Linked DNA regions of Mus musculus: all the other regions are linked to region 2. Evidence: chromatin contacts called from public Hi-C data. All regions are on one chromosome and are shown on one strand. The core of a region is the stretch at or near the end of the contact, and the rest is flanking DNA. Distances in the headings are between cores, read along the strand shown. Region 1 overlaps Cmip (c-Maf inducing protein). Region 2 overlaps Gan (giant axonal neuropathy). Region 3 overlaps Pkd1l2 (polycystic kidney disease 1 like 2).

Region 1 (3,798 bases), core at 78-2,577, 170 kb after region 2:
TTACTGGACCGCTGGAAAATTCTAGTTGTTCATCAGGTGAAAGAGGAGGGGAGGTGGTGGAGATTCTCTAAGAACATGGCATTGATGTTGGCTGAGGTCCCCCTCTGGCTGTACCTGCCCATCTCTTATATGCCTGATGCTGTACTATAGGGACATGGTGGCTCTAAGTCAGGTCCTGTCCCTGCTCTTTGGGGCTCATAGAGCATCAGGACAGATAGATGCACAAAGAGACCATGGTCTAGCTGGTGACACCGAGTGCTAGGACCAGCACATTGACCTACAAGAGAGGGACCATGTCATCCCTTTAGGGACCTACACAGTGGTGTCTGTCAAAGTGGTTGCTGGCACCAGCCGCAGGGCATCATCATCGAATAATGGGGTCCTGCTCATTCCTGTTTCTTTGAGAAGGGCTCTGTTTGTTGCCTTTTGATAGAGATGGTAGGAATGAATGCCTGCTGCTTCTGGAATGTTCTCAGAGTTACCACCTGATTGATAGCTAAGATTAGCTGAGCACTTAACTCTGAGTTGGACACATGACTGATGCCCCCCCCCCCCCGCCATTGCGCCTTCCCCACCATGACTGCCCCCTGTTCTTCAGAAGAGGGAAACTGAGGCAAGCCATCAGGCTGGTATCACACAGCAGCAGCTGGGGATGCTGAGGGCTTCCTGGGAGTTCTGCCAGGCCCATAGCGTTGTGAGGGGGTGGGACTGAGTGACCTTCAGCAAAACTTCCTCAAGCCACATGTCACCGTCCCTGATCCCTGTGCAGGTACAGGTTCTACACCAGGGATCGTAACACATTCAGAGGAGAGAGATCAGGCCTCAGAGGAGCTTGTGGGTCTCTAGAGCGATGATGTCAACCCCGGAGGGATGGTTCCCCCAAGACTGACTTCATCAGAGCCACAGTAAACAGGCGAAGCCCTTGGGGCTGCAGCCAGGGTCAGCTGTTCGTCCTGCCCCACTGGCTTACACAGGGTCCCATAGATGTGCTTTCTACCTAACATGCCATGAGTCAGGCCACTGGCATTTGTGTCATATGCTGAGCAGGCTCAGGTTTAGGGTTGAATTGTCTACGACTGTCCTATCCAGAGTATGGGCTTCAGGTCTGATGGGGCTCTGGGGCTGGGGCAATGCTGGTCTTTTAGGGTAGGTGGGAGGGGAGGTTCCTACCCACGGCTGTTGCTCCACATATTATTCTTAGGTAGGTGGTACAGGCTGGTCAGCTGCTAAGTTGAGAAAGGAGGGGTTCTTCAGTAAGCCAATTCCCTGTGGCGCTATGCTGAGTGCCAGCCATGTCGCAAGCACCTCCTCTGACCTATGGCGGTGTCACAGGCTTGTATCCGCTGTCAGCTGAGGCTGCTGGGAAGACACTTGCTTGCAAGGGAAGTTGAGCTGCGCCTTCAGACTGGCAAAATACAATGAAATATACCGGACGTTGTTGCTCACGACATTGAGTGGCTCAAGGGCACGCAGCTGGGGAGAGACTACGCCAGGAGGATTTGAACGTGTGCCTGTGTGTATGTGTGCATGTGTGCATGTGTGCCTTGTCTTCAGAGCCTAGCATCTTTTAAAATTTTGTAGGGTGTTTTTTTGTTTTTGTTTTTGCATTTTATTTAGTTTATTTGCATGTGTGCCATATCACACACATGGAAGTCAGAGGACAGCCTTTGAGGGGTCAGTTTTCTTTGTCCCTCCGTGCAGCTCCCAGGAACTGGAACTCGGGTCATGAGGCTTGGTGGCAGGTGCCTTTGTCTGCTGATCCATCTTGTCCAGGAACCACAGGCTCCTGTCTCTCCTCTGAGACAGGTCTCTCTGGCCCCACCTGCATTGTCTTCTCTGCCTGAGGTGGTAGAGAGGGTAGGAAGGGCCCAGGTGGGGAATCAGAGGTGTGGGTCTCCACAAGCTCAATACAGCGAGTTCTGCCTCCTCCCTCCTCCTCAGACCGGTATCTTTCCCCATCCACGAGATGAGAGTTCCGATGAGAACTGGAGCAAGATGGTGCGTACCTGTGTTCCCTGCGCCCTGCAGGTAGAGGCAGGAGGCTCAGGAGTTCAAAGTTACCTTCCCCTACACAGTCTCAGGCCTTCCTTGACTTCATGAGACCTTGCCCCAAGAAGCAAACAAACAATTCAGGTTTCCGCGCAGGAAATGAAGGTGGTATTGCTGCTCCCGTGGGAAGGTCTCTGGGTGGTGGGTGTCACCTGTCGCCAAATGTGAAGGTAGGGGTGGTAGGGTCAGTGCCCGGCCTCTGGGTTCTGCCCTTTTTAAGTGGCTTTGTGGGCACATACCATTTTTAAGTGGCTTTTAGGAGTCTGTATCTATCCCTTTGATACCTCTGGGAGACCCTGATGGGGGAAACCAAGGCACCGAAGGGTAGAACCACCTCACATCAAACTGTCCATAGTTGAGGCTGGACCCCAGGAAATCTAGTCCCCAGACCCCTGCCATTCCTGCCCTTTGCTTTTCTCCTCAGGATCCCCCCTTCCATATTTGCACCTCAGCCGCATCCCTGAATCTATCTCTTACTTGTAATTTCTCCCAGGGTGTTTTCTTGCGGCTGGCCAGGTTCTCCCAACAAAAGCAGGACCTGACCAGTGGAGTGAAGGTGGTCCTTGTAAAAGCCTCTAAGTCAGTCAGGCTGCAGGAGTGGGCACCCAGAAGCTCCTCCACATGCAAAAACTGCCCGACCAGCACCTGTTACCTGCTTCCCGAGTCACAGCTGCACCCTGGGGCCTTGTTTATGAACAGAAACCCTCCAAGGCTACTAATTTCTAGCAAGCTTACTCCTGGACATGGCTCAGGGCTGGTCAAGTGTCCCCAGGAGGAATCTGTCCCATGCAGGGTGACCCCACAGTGCCTCCTTCTCCCATGCTGAGCAGTGCCCTGCGTGGTTTGAGTGCCCCCAGACAGTGGAGCTAGGACAGGTATGGGTCTCGAATGCTGTCCTCTGGAGGAGAGTGCTTGACAGCTGGAAGGTGACCCAATGAAAACTCACAGCAGCATGCTGGGGACGGATGCTCATCACTGCTAGAGAGCTCCTGATGGTGGCAGTGTGCAGCAAGCCGTGCTTGCTCCAGTGACAGCTAAGAAAGAGCCAAGGCTCCTCTTCCCTCATCTGCTTAGTGGTCAGAGGAAGAGGTGTTTGGGTTGGAACTGATCTGAACATTTCTAACGGGCTCTGCCCCTAGGAGGGTAAGGGCTGGCTGGCTGGCATCGCCCGTGTCCTTGGCCCTCTGATCCAGCAGTGAAGGAGGGGCTTGTTCCTAATGCTGTGTTTTGTTTTGTTTTTGTCTTCATATTGATGGTGACAGCCTTGGGAAATGCTCAGGCCTGTGCGATTGTCCCCTTAGCCCTCAGATTGGGCCCTGCGCCGTTTTTCCGACTGTGGACCCTATGCAACGAAAAGCGAGTCCCGTTCTGACATCCCTACCCAGTTTAGGACTGCTTAGCCAGCCACCTGTGTGTTCTTGTGGCTCCCTGAGCGGCATCTGAGTTCTCCACCAGCATCCAATTTCGCTTTCCAAACTAAATCATGGGCTGAGGGATACAAATCCATTGGTAAAGTGTTTGCTACACAAATGAGAAGATCAGAGTTCGATCCCAGCCAAGTGACCATAAATCCTGAGGACCAGCAGGACCCTGGCACTGGGACATCGGATTCATGGGGACATTGAGCGAGCAGCCAGCCAGATGGTGTAGCAGTGAAGAGGGTTAGGTAAATGCCAGGGAGACAGTGTGTGTGTGTGTGTGTGTGTGTGTGTGTGTGTGTGTGTGTGTATGTATATGTGAGTGTGTGTG
Region 2 (3,497 bases), core at 800-3,299:
AATGAATAAGAAATCACTAGTGATATCGACGTTGGGCCTCACATACTCAAATGCACACACATACAAGTGCACTCAAGCACACATATACCTCTATCACAGCACTTGGAGACTACTGAGGCAAGAGGATTGCTGTGAGTTCAAGGACAGTCCGATGTACATGGTGGGTTCCAGCCTACCCTGAGGTCCTGAGTTCTAAGCCAGCATCTGTGTTCTGTGGTCCTGCAGGTTTGGAGCAGTGGCCTGTGGTGTTGCCATGGAGCTGTATGTGTTTGGAGGCGTCCGAAGTCGAGAGGACATCCAGGGCAGCGAGATGGTCACCTGCAAGTCCGAGTTCTATCATGACGAGTTTAAGAGGTAATCAGTCTAGAGGCTTCCACGCCTGCCCTTCTCCCCATGCAGCAGACTCTCCAGGCTTCCCCTCCTGTCCCTCCCTCCATGCTTCAGGGGTGTGTCTCAGCTTTGATTCCCAGTGACATCACTGAGTTCTCTCCTTAGGGGGTGTGTCCACTGCATGCTGGGTATTTTCTCAGTGACTTGAGAAGTTGATATCTGAGTTACTCCTCTGTTGCTGTGGTAAGACATGATGACTCAGACAGCTTATAGAAGAGCACGTGACATTGGGCGTATGGTGTTAGAGGGTTAGAGTCTGTGAGGCTGGAGCAAAGGCGTGGCAGTAGGAACAGCTAAGGGGTTACATCTTCATCCAAAAGGTGGAGGGAGGGAAGGAGGGGGGGAGGGAGGGAGGGGGTCAGAGGACTGGTAATGATGAGTCTCTTAGAACCACAAAGCCCACTCACTACCAGTGGCACACCTCCTCCGACAAGTACACACACACACACACACACACACACACACACACCCTGCAACCCTTCCCAAGCAGTTCCACCAACTAGGGACCAAGGATTCAAATATATGGGTTTATGGGGTTTATTCTCATTCAAACCACCATAGTGACTTAAGGAAACAACACGGAACCTGGAACTTAGCACATATCTGACGTTGTCCTGTTAGTGTAATGGCTGCTTTTTTGTTGTTGTTTTGTTTTGCATACAGAGTTTCTCTGTGTAATCCAGGCTATCTTGGAACTTGCTACATAGACCAGACTGACACTGAAACTCAGTGATCCACCTACTTCTGCCTGGGGTTAAAGGCTTGCACCACTACACCTGGCCATATGTAGCCTTTTATGACAGGGCCTGCATCTGCTTTTCCTGCTGCTGTCTGCCCAGAGGCTCTACACTGAGCCCTTAGCTAGCTCATCTCTAGGCTGCTTCTGCCTGAAATACCCCTCATTGCCCATCTAGTTAACTTGGCTGTTTCCAAAGCTGTCACTCTCCAGAGAAAGCCTTTGCTGTCCTCTTCCATGCTTACACACACACCTCAGACCCTGATCCCTAAGCTTCTGCACATAGGGCTGGCTTCCTAACTGCTAACTGAGTGTATACACGGCTCGGTCCCACGTGGTCCTCCAGTAGGAAACCTGACAGGCATCAGATGCTCAGTGCATCATGTGTCAATTGAGCTGGTGTCTGAGATATTAAAACACTGTCAGGATTCAATTGCCAGGACCGACCCCCAAAAGCGAAAGAAAGCGGAGTCCCACAGCCTGTCCTCTGACCTCCACACAGCTTGTCAGTGCATGCACACAGACACAAACACAACAGAGATACACAGAGACACTGACACACACACACAGACACACACATGTACAGATACAGAGACACTGACACACACATATACAGATACACAGACACACACATATACAGATACACAGGCACAGAGAGAGAGAGAGACAAGCACACAACACAGACACACACAGTAAATGAATAAATGTAAGAAGAACAACCTTTTTAAAAATGCCAGACAGGCCATGGCGTGAGCCTGTGGTAGGCACTGCCCCTCCCCTCCTCTCACACATTTTCGTAAGCACCAGGCAGTGTTCTCACTCCAGTGACGTATTCAGATCCCCAGGGGAGCCTGCTGCACAGTGTGGCCCTATGCACTTTATTACCAGATGGGGGTGCCATAAGATAGCGCCTCCTTTCCTGACTTTGAGATCGGCGAAGAATAAACAGACACAGTGTTAGACATGCCTGTGACTGTTGCCTGGTCTGTCACGTGTTTTCCCTCTCAGACACTTCAGACGAGTCTTTACTTCCCGTCATCAGAGGGAGATTGCCAGGGGAATTCAGTAGACAGAAAATGAGGAGGCAGCTTGGAAGGCATTTGCTGGGGGGTGGAGGGGATGTCAGGCTTCTTACTTCTCCTTTGAGAAGCCACAGTGGGGGAGGCTGCCTCCGTAGGAAATAGTGTATTCATCTCCTGCCCAGATGAGCGGGAGACAGTCTGTCCCGCCTGATTAACAAGCAGTAGCAGTGTGTTTGCCTTCTGATAAACTACTTTTTTGTGATGGCTGACTCCGTGCGTAGTCAGCGTGAGCTGCAACATGTCAGAGTCGTTTGCTTACCTTTCTTTTCCTTTTGTCTGCTGCCTTGGGTGGGATCAAGTCTGACTGTAACACTTCCCAGGCGTGCCGGGACACACTGTATTGTTAGAAGAACCTTGGGTTCCAGTCAGCCTGCTCAGAGTCCCTTCTGAGTAGGAGACCACAGCGCTGTGATGGGAAGGAGGGCGATGCTTTGTTTCTTATTCGTTTCTTTTTTTAAGATTTATTTATTATTATTATAGATAAGTACACTGTAGCTGACTTCAGACACACCAGAAGAGGGAGTCAGATCTCATTAGGATAGTTGTGAGCTACCATGTGGTTGCTGGGATTTGAACTCAGGACCTTCAGAAGAGCAGTCGGTGCTCTCACCGGCTGAGCCATCTCACCAACTGTGATTTGTTTCTATGTGTCTACTTTAACTCTTTCTTTTTCTGTTTCTGTTTCGAGGTCTCACTCTGTAGCCCTGACTGGCCTGGAACTCTATATAGTCTGGGCATGTCATGATCTCACAGAGATCTGCCTGCCTGCCTCTGACTCCCCACCATGCCGGACCTTATATTTATTTTTTATTACTTATTTATGTATGTGTGCGATATGTGGGAGATGATCAAGGGGGTCAAAAGAGGGTGTGAGATCCCTAGGAGCTGGAGTTGTGAGCACCAGACATGGATGCTAGGACCCGAACTTAGGTCTTCTTGAAAAGCAGCCAGCACTCTTTACCACTGAGCATGTCCCTGGCCCCATCCTTGTATTTAAAGGGGTTGGGGGAGGGGGGCCAGTCAGTAAAGTACTTGCTGCTCAAACCTTCGGGTCTTCATTCTGTCCCTGGTACCCTCAAGAAAGCCAGGTATGACATCGGCCTAGACCCGTGTGCAAGCACACCATCACACACGAATACATACATAAACACATGTGAATATAACATCATCACACATGAATACATACACAAACACACAAAAAATAAGTTCCCAATCTTAAAACCTTTTTTTTCTAATATACACCATGCATCTCCAGCCTTTGTTTTCCCAGACTCCCCTGTGTAAACAGA
Region 3 (3,850 bases), core at 719-3,218, 130 kb before region 2:
CCAGTTGTCACGGGGATTAAAGCCCCAGTGTGGTGTGCATTTTCCCATCCTTTGGCTTCTTCCTATTTCAAGCAAGACTCTTGGAGAAGGGGGTGGAAGGAATCATTAGGACCACGCTGGAGGAGGAGATTGGGGGTCTTAGGGGGCACTTAGCAAAGCCCCAGTGGCTCTCTTGTGCAATCTTTGTTCTCTCAGCAGACCTTTGGCAGAAGGCCTGAGATCCTCATACCTGCCTGGTGTCATCTCTTTCCTGGTACCCCTCCAAGCCCCAGGGGAACGAAATCAGAAATATAAAAGGGGGGCAGAGTGCCAGGGGAAGCTGCCAGCCTCAGTACCTTCAGCAGGAACCGCCACGTGGTAGTTCCCAGATGACTGCCCAACACTCTCTTCCTCCTGGGAGAAGTTCGCGTTGAGTCCCGCCACCTCGAAGGTCAGCTCCTCCAGGGTGCCACGAGCCACTGAGACATTGACCACCAAGTCCCACCCAAGCTCCACACGGTCAGAAGCCCAGGAGGCCCGCAGCCCCGACAGCGGCTCTACAAAGTACACAGTGAAGTTTCCAGAGGGGGCGGAGGCAGTGCCGGTGCCTTCATTGCTGACAGCTTGGATCTTTAGGTGGTGCCTCCCAGGGCCCAGCATCTCCTGGATGTCTCTGTCCAAGGTCAGATTGTAAAGCTGCGAGCCCCTCTGGGCGGTGAACTCAGCCAGAGTTCTGTTATGCGAAAGCACAGCATAAGTCGCCCCGGCTCCTAGCGAGAGTAAGGGAAATTTAGAAAAGCTATTATCAACGGTGCAGCTAGCATTCTAAGATAGTTCAGGCTGAGTTCTAATGTCAAATTCAGCAGTAGACATAGATATGGGTCCAAAGAAATACATGAGGATAAACCACTGTGCTAAATGCTAACTGTAACTAATTTTTAACTATTTTTGAGATCGGTTTAGTAAGTGATTTTTTTTTAAACTTTCTGGATCCTCTCTGATCATTTTTTAAATTGTTTGTTTGTTTGTTTGTTTGTTTGTTTTTGAGATAGGGTCTAAAGTAGCCCAGGCTGTCCTTGACTTCATTCACTATGTAGCAGAGGCTGGCCTTGAACTTTTAATTTTCCTCTCTGAACCTCTCAAGAATCAGTATTACAGGCCAGCACCACTGTGTTCAGTCTGGAGACCAAACCCAGGGTTTCTTGAACGGCAAGTACTCTTCCAACAGCTGCAGCTGCAGCCCCGTTGTTATTTGTTTATGCCCTTGAAACCAGAAGTTTGTAGCAAATGCTTAGAACATCCTGATGATAGGGACACCCCCCCTTCAGTAAGAAACTGAAAAAGAGGCATGGGGGGGGGTGCACAAGAGTTGTGAAGCAGGAAAGCAGGAGAATGAACTTCAAGAGTTGTTTTCAGCCAAAATAGGTGAAGGTGTTTCCTCCAACATCCACTGATGACCTAGGACAGGCAAATCTCTATAAAACTCAGCCTGTTCCCCACAAAGTGGCGCCTCCCTTGCAGGCTGCAGATTGCCGTCCTAGCTGGATGCCAAATATTATAGTGGGTTGAAAATATGTGTGTGTAACCAGATGATATTCTTCCCAGTAGAAGCCATGCCAAATACATTTCTTGTTTGGATAAAGGGGGAAAAATAGGGGGAGGAAGAGGAGGAGGAGAAGAGGACATACTGGTGGTGGTGGTGGTGGTGATGATGATGAAGATAGTGGTGTTGATGATGGTGATGATAATCATTTGGTGATAATGGTGACAGCCCAAAGCCCTACAGGAGCAGGGCCCTTTGCTTTCATGTGTATCCCCACCTTCCCCACGCCTGGCAGAGCTGACACACAATTACATTTGTAGGAAGACTAAATAAATCAACAAAAGATTTTTTTTACTTTACCCCGGGTGCACATACCAGCCCCTGTTAGGCAGCAGGCACACAGGAACAGGAAGGAAGCTCACGAGTGCCGTGTCAGAGCCCCATCACATCCCCATTAAGACGACCGAGTGAAAGATGTCATACTGAGTCAGATCCTTCCTCATTTGATGATTACCACCATCATCATCACCATCATCACCACCATCACCATCATCATTACGCCATCACCACCAACATCCCCCACACCACCATCACCATCACCCTAGCTCTGCACTGCATAATTTATGTCAAAAGGTCTCCATTAAGCACTCTAACTGGACTATGCTTTGTGGGGAAAGATTGCTGTGGATAAGGCAGGGGTGTCTCTGTGGGCAAAAACGGTGCTACTTAAAATATCGATGGGAACAATCCAAGCCCTGGGATGGATGTGCCAAGGAGTAATGGATCGGTGGGCACAGTTAGAGTGATCTCTGTAATAAATTAGAGCGGAAGCTGTAACCAATCAGCGTAGAAGCCTTGGCTAATCAAGGTAGATGCAGGAACCAATCAGAATGGCCTCTGGCTTAAGTGGAAGACACTGTGTCCAATCAGAGTGTACCCTCGCCAGAACTGTGGATAGGCTTGTATCCATGTGTGAACCGCTGATTGTCAGGTTTCATGGCTACAGGATGGCGCCACGCAAGTGGTCAGCCCCTCCCAGTCCCACCCCTTCCTATTGAAACCCACCCCTCCACCCCCCACCCCCCACCCCCCCCGCCGCCCAGAGAAGTGGTATGGAGAGCCGGTGTTTCAGATATAGATTGTGGACTTGCAGAAAGAGCCTTGGGAAGGTGAGGGTTCTCGCCGGCTCACTAACCTAGCTTGGGGTGGATTAACGTGGAGTCTATCCTGAGTGTGCCATCACAGGTCAAGCACTTAGAGCCCTGAAGATGCCACGGGTGTTTAAAAAAATGAACACAAGGTAGCTAAGACGCTAAAGCCTCAGGTTAGCTGGATAGATTTGGGAGAGGCAAATCCCACCACGTGCCTCCACCTGCTCCATCCTGCAGACTCACCTCCATCCAGATCCACCTGAACCCACAGGGGTTCCCCAAAGACAGCCTGACAGAGAAGGCCGACTCCAGCTCCAGCCAGGCCAGTGCACCCAGTGATACGAGGCGTCTCCACCTTCTCGCAAAGGATCACTTGCTTCTGAGCAGTCACGTGCCACTCACTGGTCGTACACTCAGCAAACACTGTGAACTCCCCAGGAGAGCTGAACTGGTGGGTCACGTTGCTGGACACACTGTGGGAGGGAGAGCGGGGGTTCAACAATCATACATGAGTTCACAACTCTCGTGCTCTGCAAAGGCAAGATGGCAGGGGCGGGGGCGGGACCGCATGTAGCACAGTGGGGAGCGGTCTTGTCTAGCATGGATGCTGTTTGGAATTTGATCTCCAGCCCTCCGTTAACTGGGTGCGACGACGCCTATCTGTGGTCCCAGCACCCGGCAGGAGGAGGCAGAAGATTAGAAGTTCAAGATCATCCTCTGCTACATAGTGATTCAGAGGCTAGTCTGGACTGTCTCAGTCAGTCAGTCAGTCAGTCAGTAAATAAATAAATACATAAAAGTTTGACAAAGACAAGAAAAAGATGTCACACAACACGCCCTGTTCTCTATGTTAGGGGAGGTCACACTATGACAACTCAGCATGGGATCAGGAATAGCATGGATCAGCCTTGGAAAATGTCAGCTGCCAACCCTTTGAAAACAATTACGTGTGTGTGTGTGTGTGTGTGTGTGTGTGTGTGTGTGTGTGCCAGAGGTCAACCTTGGGTGATATTCTTCAGGAGTCCAGTGAACTACCGGGATCCTCCGGTCTCGGTCTCCCCAGTCCTGGGATTACAATGCATGCCACCATGCCTGACTTTTTATGAGGGTGCTGAGCATCAAACTCAAGTCTTCTTGCTTGCATACAAGCCACCTCTCCAGCCCCTTGGAACAGCAC

What was found. A called contact is a pair of places that touch in the nucleus more often than the background predicts.
Region 1: a Hi-C map of bone marrow-derived macrophages shows a contact between it and region 2, with 35 read pairs. The contact joins two enhancer-like sites. A contact is called at or near these places in 1 of 15 datasets of contacts at CTCF or cohesin (pro-B cells), 4 of 484 Hi-C or Micro-C datasets (bone marrow-derived macrophages, myeloid progenitors, nephron progenitors and 1 more), 4 of 115 datasets of contacts at active chromatin or transcription factors (Th17 cells, embryonic stem cells and large pre-B cells) and 2 of 9 other capture datasets (adipose tissue and liver).
Region 3: a contact with region 2 is called in a Hi-C map of bone marrow-derived macrophages, with 41 read pairs. The contact joins two enhancer-like sites. A contact is called at or near these places in 6 of 39 promoter capture datasets (the HPC-7 cell line, HPC-7-derived erythroid cells, hematopoietic stem and progenitor cells and 2 more), 2 of 15 datasets of contacts at CTCF or cohesin (large pre-B cells and pro-B cells), 25 of 484 Hi-C or Micro-C datasets (the AML12 cell line, B cells, the Ba/F3 cell line and 16 more), 4 of 115 datasets of contacts at active chromatin or transcription factors (the HPC-7 cell line, bone marrow-derived macrophages, double positive thymocytes and 1 more) and 1 of 9 other capture datasets (adipose tissue).

Annotation. Positions count from the first base shown.
Region 1 is chr8:117,363,639-117,367,436 of GRCm38.p6, forward strand. The region is part of intron 1 of Cmip (c-Maf inducing protein); the gene reads left to right. Among named protein-coding and RNA genes, the nearest start is that of Gm51554, 50 kb to the left of the region's middle. Within about 2 kb of position 1,328, at least 59 of the 459 cell types and tissues checked have an H3K27ac peak or open chromatin away from gene starts, as enhancers often do. A contact at or near this core is called in bone marrow-derived macrophages and myeloid progenitors, where this site is marked.
Region 2 is chr8:117,196,227-117,199,723 of GRCm38.p6, forward strand. Gan (giant axonal neuropathy) reads left to right here. Exons shown (of 11, transcript NM_001081151.2): 9 at 226-354. Among named protein-coding and RNA genes, the nearest start is that of Gan, 40 kb to the left of the region's middle. Within about 2 kb of position 2,050, at least 141 of the 459 cell types and tissues checked have an H3K27ac peak or open chromatin away from gene starts, as enhancers often do. A contact at or near this core is called in the HPC-7 cell line, bone marrow-derived macrophages and myeloid progenitors, where this site is marked.
Region 3 is chr8:117,065,168-117,069,017 of GRCm38.p6, forward strand. It overlaps Pkd1l2 (polycystic kidney disease 1 like 2), which reads right to left. Exons shown (of 43, transcript NM_029686.4): 6 at 2,917-3,146; 7 at 336-749. Among named protein-coding and RNA genes, the nearest start is that of Pkd1l2, 15 kb to the right of the region's middle. Within about 2 kb of position 1,969, at least 24 of the 459 cell types and tissues checked have an H3K27ac peak or open chromatin away from gene starts, as enhancers often do. A contact at or near this core is called in the HPC-7 cell line and bone marrow-derived macrophages, where this site is marked.